Linked DNA regions of Columba livia: region 2 is linked to region 1. The links are chromatin contacts, called in public Hi-C maps. All regions are on one chromosome and are shown on one strand. Each heading gives the region's core, a stretch centred on a gene start, on an enhancer-like site or on the middle of the called end of the contact. The rest is flanking DNA. Distances are from core to core; before and after follow the strand shown. Region 1 overlaps HSD17B12 (hydroxysteroid 17-beta dehydrogenase 12). Region 2 overlaps HSD17B12 (hydroxysteroid 17-beta dehydrogenase 12).

Evidence for each region. A called contact is a pair of places that touch in the nucleus more often than the background predicts.
Region 2: a contact with region 1 is called in a Hi-C map of liver, with 1.7 times the contacts expected there. The contact joins two enhancer-like sites. A contact is called at or near these places in 2 of 2 Hi-C or Micro-C datasets (crop and liver).

What each region holds. Positions count from the first base shown.
Region 1 is chr5:44,985,069-44,988,080 of bColLiv1.pat.W.v2, reverse strand. HSD17B12 (hydroxysteroid 17-beta dehydrogenase 12) reads left to right here. Exons shown (of 12, transcript XM_065064772.1): 6 at 2,016-2,080. Among named protein-coding and RNA genes, the nearest start is that of ALKBH3, 32 kb to the right of the region's middle. Within about 2 kb of position 1,705, at least 1 of the 3 cell types and tissues checked has an H3K27ac peak away from gene starts, as active enhancers do.
Region 2 is chr5:45,027,090-45,030,067 of bColLiv1.pat.W.v2, reverse strand. All of the region lies in intron 2 of HSD17B12 (hydroxysteroid 17-beta dehydrogenase 12), which reads left to right. Among named protein-coding and RNA genes, the nearest start is that of HSD17B12, 14 kb to the left of the region's middle. Within about 2 kb of position 1,262, at least 1 of the 3 cell types and tissues checked has an H3K27ac peak away from gene starts, as active enhancers do.

The sequences.
Region 1 (3,012 bases), core at 456-2,955:
CTTATATGTCCCAAAACACTAGCAAACCCTTTATTGTGTGAGGTACATATCCACACTGGAAGGGATTTTATTATTTCTTAAACTGTGTAAGGTTATGGTGGTACACGAAATAATTAATCTGACTCTTAATCATCTTGCTTAAAGTGGACACAAAGGCAGTGAATGTGTCTTGGATTTTATGTAAGCTTATTACAGGAAAACAAGCCTGTTCCTCAAACAGCCTGGTTCGTGCTTTTATTTGCATGAGCACTTTGCTATTTTTACCATGTTTTTAGTCAACGAGATGTTCTGGAGTTGTGTATTCTCTAGCTGAGTTCCTTTGCTTTTTTTCTTGCAGCTATTGCCAGCGCAGGTTTACAGACATCTCTCTTCTCACTAATCACTAGCAGTTTTAGTAGATCTCATGCTTGAGTTCATCGGATTACTTGATATGTAGGTTTTTTCTTTTCTCCAGATACAGCTGTATTTATAGAAACCATTTGCCAATGTAATTTTTCAACAGAAATGATAGCTTCTCCAGAAAGACTGTATCTTAATTTTTTATGGCAATTAATTTCATGCTTTTAGTACCTTATTTAAAATTCTGTAGCGTTTGTTGCAGTCTGGAATGTAGCTCTTATTGACCTGCATTTTTCACATTTGTGTGAGAGAAAACATGAGTTTAAATGAGAACAGCCATAAGAGATGAGGTCTCAGGTTCCAGTGTACTTTCTTCTTTCAGGTCTCATCTGGAACAGTGGGTATGAGAAGCGCTGGTAGCACAGCATAGTTGTCAGTGATCAATGCTGATCATTTTTTAACCTTATACTTAGAGACACAGGAGTCTCCACATATACTCCTCAAGATCGAGCTTCTGATTATATAGTTGCACAGTGTATAACTAAAGTACTTACAGATTGAAATCCTTGTAAACTTATTTGGAAGCTTCTTCTCACCCACATAGGAAGGCTAAAAGAGTTTGCATAATGTTTTGCTGTGTGTTCAAAACAGCGTCTGTCAGTGACTTCGAACATGTGCTAGCTACAGCAATATGTTAAACAAGCAGAGGTGGGAAATCTTTATTTTGCTGTGGTTCTCAAAAGGAGTCTGAGCCGAACTGGATCTTACTCTGTTGTTACCGAGATTTCCGTAGGCAAAATATGCCTGTACAAACTGATTTTTTTTAAAAAATGTTCTGTTCCAAACTGCAGCAAAATAAAAAATGATAGCTGGAAGTGGAAGGGTACATATCTGGGACCCAGTCTGCAGTAAAAGGTGTGAATTTTCTGACTATCTCTGTAGCATGAATCATATAAATACTCTAAATTTGGAGAGAATAACCAAGGTTAGTCCCAAAACTCTGCCACAGTTCATAGCCAAAATCCTTTTCAGAGAGATGGACTGAAAAGCAGTTTATTTTAGATGAAAAGAAGAAAAAAAAAAAAATCTGGCTCCCTCTGGAAGATTAACCTTCTTCATTTTAAAACTTTACTCTCTAAATACAGTGAACATCTGCTGGGAATCTGCCAGCTCCCCATTCTCCTCAGTCCCTCTGTTCTCCAAGCTGAAATCTGAAAGTTAAAAATTTGAAACACACCACATGCCTAACGAACTAAGGCTTTCCGTAAATACACTGAGATCTGGTCTAAAAGACGTGTCATTCGAGGGAATCTCGGAATTTTTGTGCACTTGACCAGAATCTCTCCCACATGGAGCCCGGGCTCCGGCTGCCACCTGCCGGCGACAACTGCGGTGGCACCTGGGGCCCGGCGGCCGCTGCACCGGGAATGGGGCCGAGGAGAGGGGTCGTGGTGCATGGCCTGCATTAGGTTTCCTTAATACCCTCTCAGGCACAAAGAGCTTTTCTTTGGCTTGAAACCCCATTTCCGCAGCCTTGAGGAACTCAGTGATGGTGTTCATTAGAATGTTTTAAATGCAACTTTTCAAGAGGATTGCTTGAAAATTGTCTCTTATCAGAGCATGACAAATCAAATCTCATGCAAGCAATCTAACTAAAACTTCATATTTTTTTTCAGTCAACAACGTGGGAATTTCGTATGTTTATCCTGAATATTTTCTTGATGTGCCAGACCTGGATAAAGTAAGTGCTTTTGTGGTGCCTTCTGGTGTTCTCATTTTTAGCACTAAATACTTAATGGATACGGCGAAAGTATTTAGGTTTGGTGAAGGTACTCGCATAATGATGTTTTCTGATTAGAATTTAGGGTTTAAAAAGCTAGGAGATCTACATAAGCAACATAACACAATCCAGATTATGGCGGTCTTTCTTTTTGTGTTGTTTTTTACTTCATGCTGTTCCCTGCTTTTTCATTTTGTATTTCTATTTCAGAAAAATGCTGTGCGGTCAGTATCTGAATTTCAATCCTGTCTGCATATTCCATAACACTGTATGAAACTTAAACATGACTGGTTTAGACAGTTTGTAATGTGAGGACAATCTTGGTTGTGTTGGGTACATTGAAAACTCTGATTCTGCACAATTTCAGTGGTGCGTGATTTTGTTTCCAAAAGCCCTGTAGCTCCTGTATTCACTGTGAGTTTGTGCATTCTGCTTAAGTATTGATGGATGTATCAGTGTTTTAGTTCACTTTCAAATCAGCTTCATAATATTTAGCAAAAAAACCCTTCTTTTTTTTTTTCTCTTTACCCCATGACCTTTAAGTTACTAAAACACTGTTATGAAATGGTTAAGAGCAAAATACAGACACTAATTTATGAACATATCTAAAATACCAGAATATACTTAAGTTAATAAATATTGCAAATAGTGCTAGGAAATATAATATCAATGTGACACATCTGTGCTGTTCTTTATTGGTGTGAGCTCCTAATCAGAGATACAACTTGACTGACAGCCATTCACAGACTTTGCTTTGAAAGTCTGTCACTGTTTCTGGTACTTAAGCAGGAAGGCAAGGAGTACAGGTGGATGTGTAAGTGTAAGGTTTAATTTATCCTGGCACTTAAACCCCGAGGGTGTGTAAATATTGATCAAATAACTTACAACAAACC
Region 2 (2,978 bases), core at 13-2,512, 42 kb before region 1:
ACAGTCAAACAGGGAGCTGGAAAGGTGCAACCTGTTGTAGGTCCTTTCCACAGCATCTGAGCAGTTGGTGGATGCTGTTCTCCCTTTATAGCATTACATATCTGGACAAAGGGTGTTGCATGAAATTCTTCTGAGCTTCCTTTTTCCTGAGGTCTGATGGGTCAGCTTGCTTGAAATGAGCTGAAGAGTCCTGTCACCACTTACTTGAGTGGAGGACTTCCTAAATGAAAAGGGCATTGGGATTGCAGTGAAGACCTTGGAAGGAGGTTGTGGTGGAGCTTGATGGGGGGCATGCTGCATTCTTGGTGTAAGTTTCCACCTTGCCAGGAACAGGGGTATGTGTTGAGGGCATGATGAATGGTGCCATGTCTGTGCCAGTGCTCTCTGGAGCCAGGGCTTAGTGGGACCTGAAATTCATGTGGAGGCCATTCTCTCTGCCAGCTGTGTGTGCCCTGCTGCCTTGGCTACGGGAGAGGCAGCACGTAGGGCTGTTGGCATCACATTAAGGGCAAAGGCTTTGCTGAATCCTCTGCAACATCCGACTGAGGGGACTTGTGGGGCAGGCTGATAGCGAGTGGTGTAAGAAATGCGCTCTGCTGCCTCCTGCTGCAGCTGAGCATGGTGTGGGCTTGGCTATGAAGAAAGTGCTGGTAGCCCAGGCCAGTCCCGCTGGAAGCCAGGCTCTGTGGAAGTGCCAGCTTTGCCTGGAGTGCGGCTCCACCGCCTCGATAGTGTGCATTTTTAGTGTCAGTACTGATAATATTGTGTACTGTGACATGGATACACTGGTATGAAGGTGTAAGGGTAAAAGGTGCTCCTCGTACCTATTCAACCCTGGGCCTTGTGTGAGACTTGCAGGCTGAGCTGCTGGCGCCTTGCAGCAGCCTGTACCCTTCCTGGAGGGGCCGCGCTGCCGGGCACGCTTGCTGCCAGGACAGCGCAGTGCCCACGGGCTGGGGCAGGGCACCACGCGTGGGCGCGGGCTCGCTCTGTATGTCTGCTGGGTGTCTGTGTGTGTTCCCTTGCCGCACGTCGCGGCGCCGCAGCGTCCCCTGCTGGCTCCGCTCGGCGGCCGCTGCGGGTGTTGGCGCCGTCGGTCAGAGCCGGTACCGCCGCCCCGCCTCACCTCTCGGCCGGAGCCGGCTCCGCTCCCCGCCGGCTCCGGTGGGCGGCGGGGGAGGTCCGCCCCGCTCCCGGGGGATCCGCTCCCCGCCGCAGGTGAAGTCCGCTCCTGCCCCCGCGAAGGGTTAACGCCGCCTCACCTCAGCCGCCCCAGCAGGGCGGGAGGAGGAGTGCCGTCACTGCGGCGGCTCCCGTGCCCGTTACCTAACCGGGTGACATAACGCTCTACCTCCGTTCCGCTTATGAAACGCCCGGGGCCAGCGCTGGGGCAGGTTCACAGAGCCTGCAGGGAGGCGGTGGGGCCCTTTGGAGTCCGGCGAGGGTGCGATTGCCTTTCCCGTCCCGGGTTCCCGTTATTCCCGAGGTGCGGGTTGCCCTCGCTCTCGGCCCAGCCGCCCCCAGGGCTGCGGGTGCCCCGTCCGTGAGACGGGCGGAGGGGCAGCTCTCCTCCCGGAGCTCCGTTAGCGGCGGGCTGCGGCCGTGTGGGCTGTGGGTCTGAAGGGGCGCCGCTCACCCGCCGGATGTCGGCAGCCCGGGCCGTGCCTGGATGTGACCGGGCCGGGGAGGGGGGTCTGCAGCCACCCCGCGTGACGGGGACACTGGCAGGTCCACGTGGGGCTGGGGGCCCGAGCGCAGCCTGAGCCAACCCAGGCAGTGCCCGCAGGCACTTCCTCTGCCTCCCTGCTCTGCCGGGGAGAAGAAAGGGCATCGCATCAATTGCAGCTGCAACATTCACAGCAGCTTGATGTGAGCCTCGTTTCCATAGGAAAATCTGGGGGGTTTTCCAGCGGGAAAAATACTGCAAGTTTTCAAGGGCTTGGAGTGAAATATAGGAGGCATCAGTGGCTGTTTCCTTTTTTAGAAATGAGAAGGAAAAGGCAGTGTTGCCTTAGGTTTTCCTTCAATCTTTAACGTGAGCACCTATTGCAAAACAGTGCTGATACAAATAAAACAGCCAAGGATTTTTAAATCGCTTCAATGTAAGTCTCTCTAATGCTTGATGGTAATTTATCGAGGGCATTTCTCATGAGACAACTGTAACCTTCCAATTTGATTAACTTGAGCCTGTTAACATCATTCATCCCTTCCCCCCACTCCCCCAGGTTAGAAATACCTCAATTAAAGCAAATGTAATTAAGAGTGTCAGATGGAAGGGAGCTCCGTGGAACAATAATTACCAAATAGTCTCATTTTAGCTAAAGAGATATATGTATTTTAGGACCAAAAAATACAGAATACTCTTTGGATTTGATCGGTTTCTAGCTTTGCATCATTGTCTTTCAGCTCTAAGTGACCCCCTTTTTATGAATGGTAGGTTTTGCTCGATTGAAGAGTCTGTTCTGTGTTCTTTCTTAAAGTCTGTGGGCTAGAGGGTGCTGCTGAGCACTTGAGTAGTCTTTCTGACAATGCAGAGAAGAAAGACTTTTTCGAAAAGGTGTGGTTTGAGCTTGCTTAAGCTTCTGTTTGAGAACTGCAGTGCACAAAAGCAAGATAATCAGATGACTTCTAATTTAAACAAAATCGTGCTTGTGTATTGGTTTCTAGTGCATAGGCTAGAATGTAAAATGTGGACTTTAAACAAAATATTGCAGAGTACCTCACACTTGTAGGCATGCTATCTTTTGAAGATAAGTTTAATGGCTTTTCAGCAACTTTAGACTTTGTACATTTTTTATGCACCATCTATTTCAATAGATTGCACCTCATCATAATTAGGTAACCTCCAAAGGCTCTAGAAATTTAAATAATTCTTGTGCTACTTTTCTACGTTTTTAAGATTTGCCTTTATAAAATCTTGGCAGCTGAATAGGGACTTGCTAGCTACGTCAGCTTTTATCCGTGCTTGTCTTTGCATC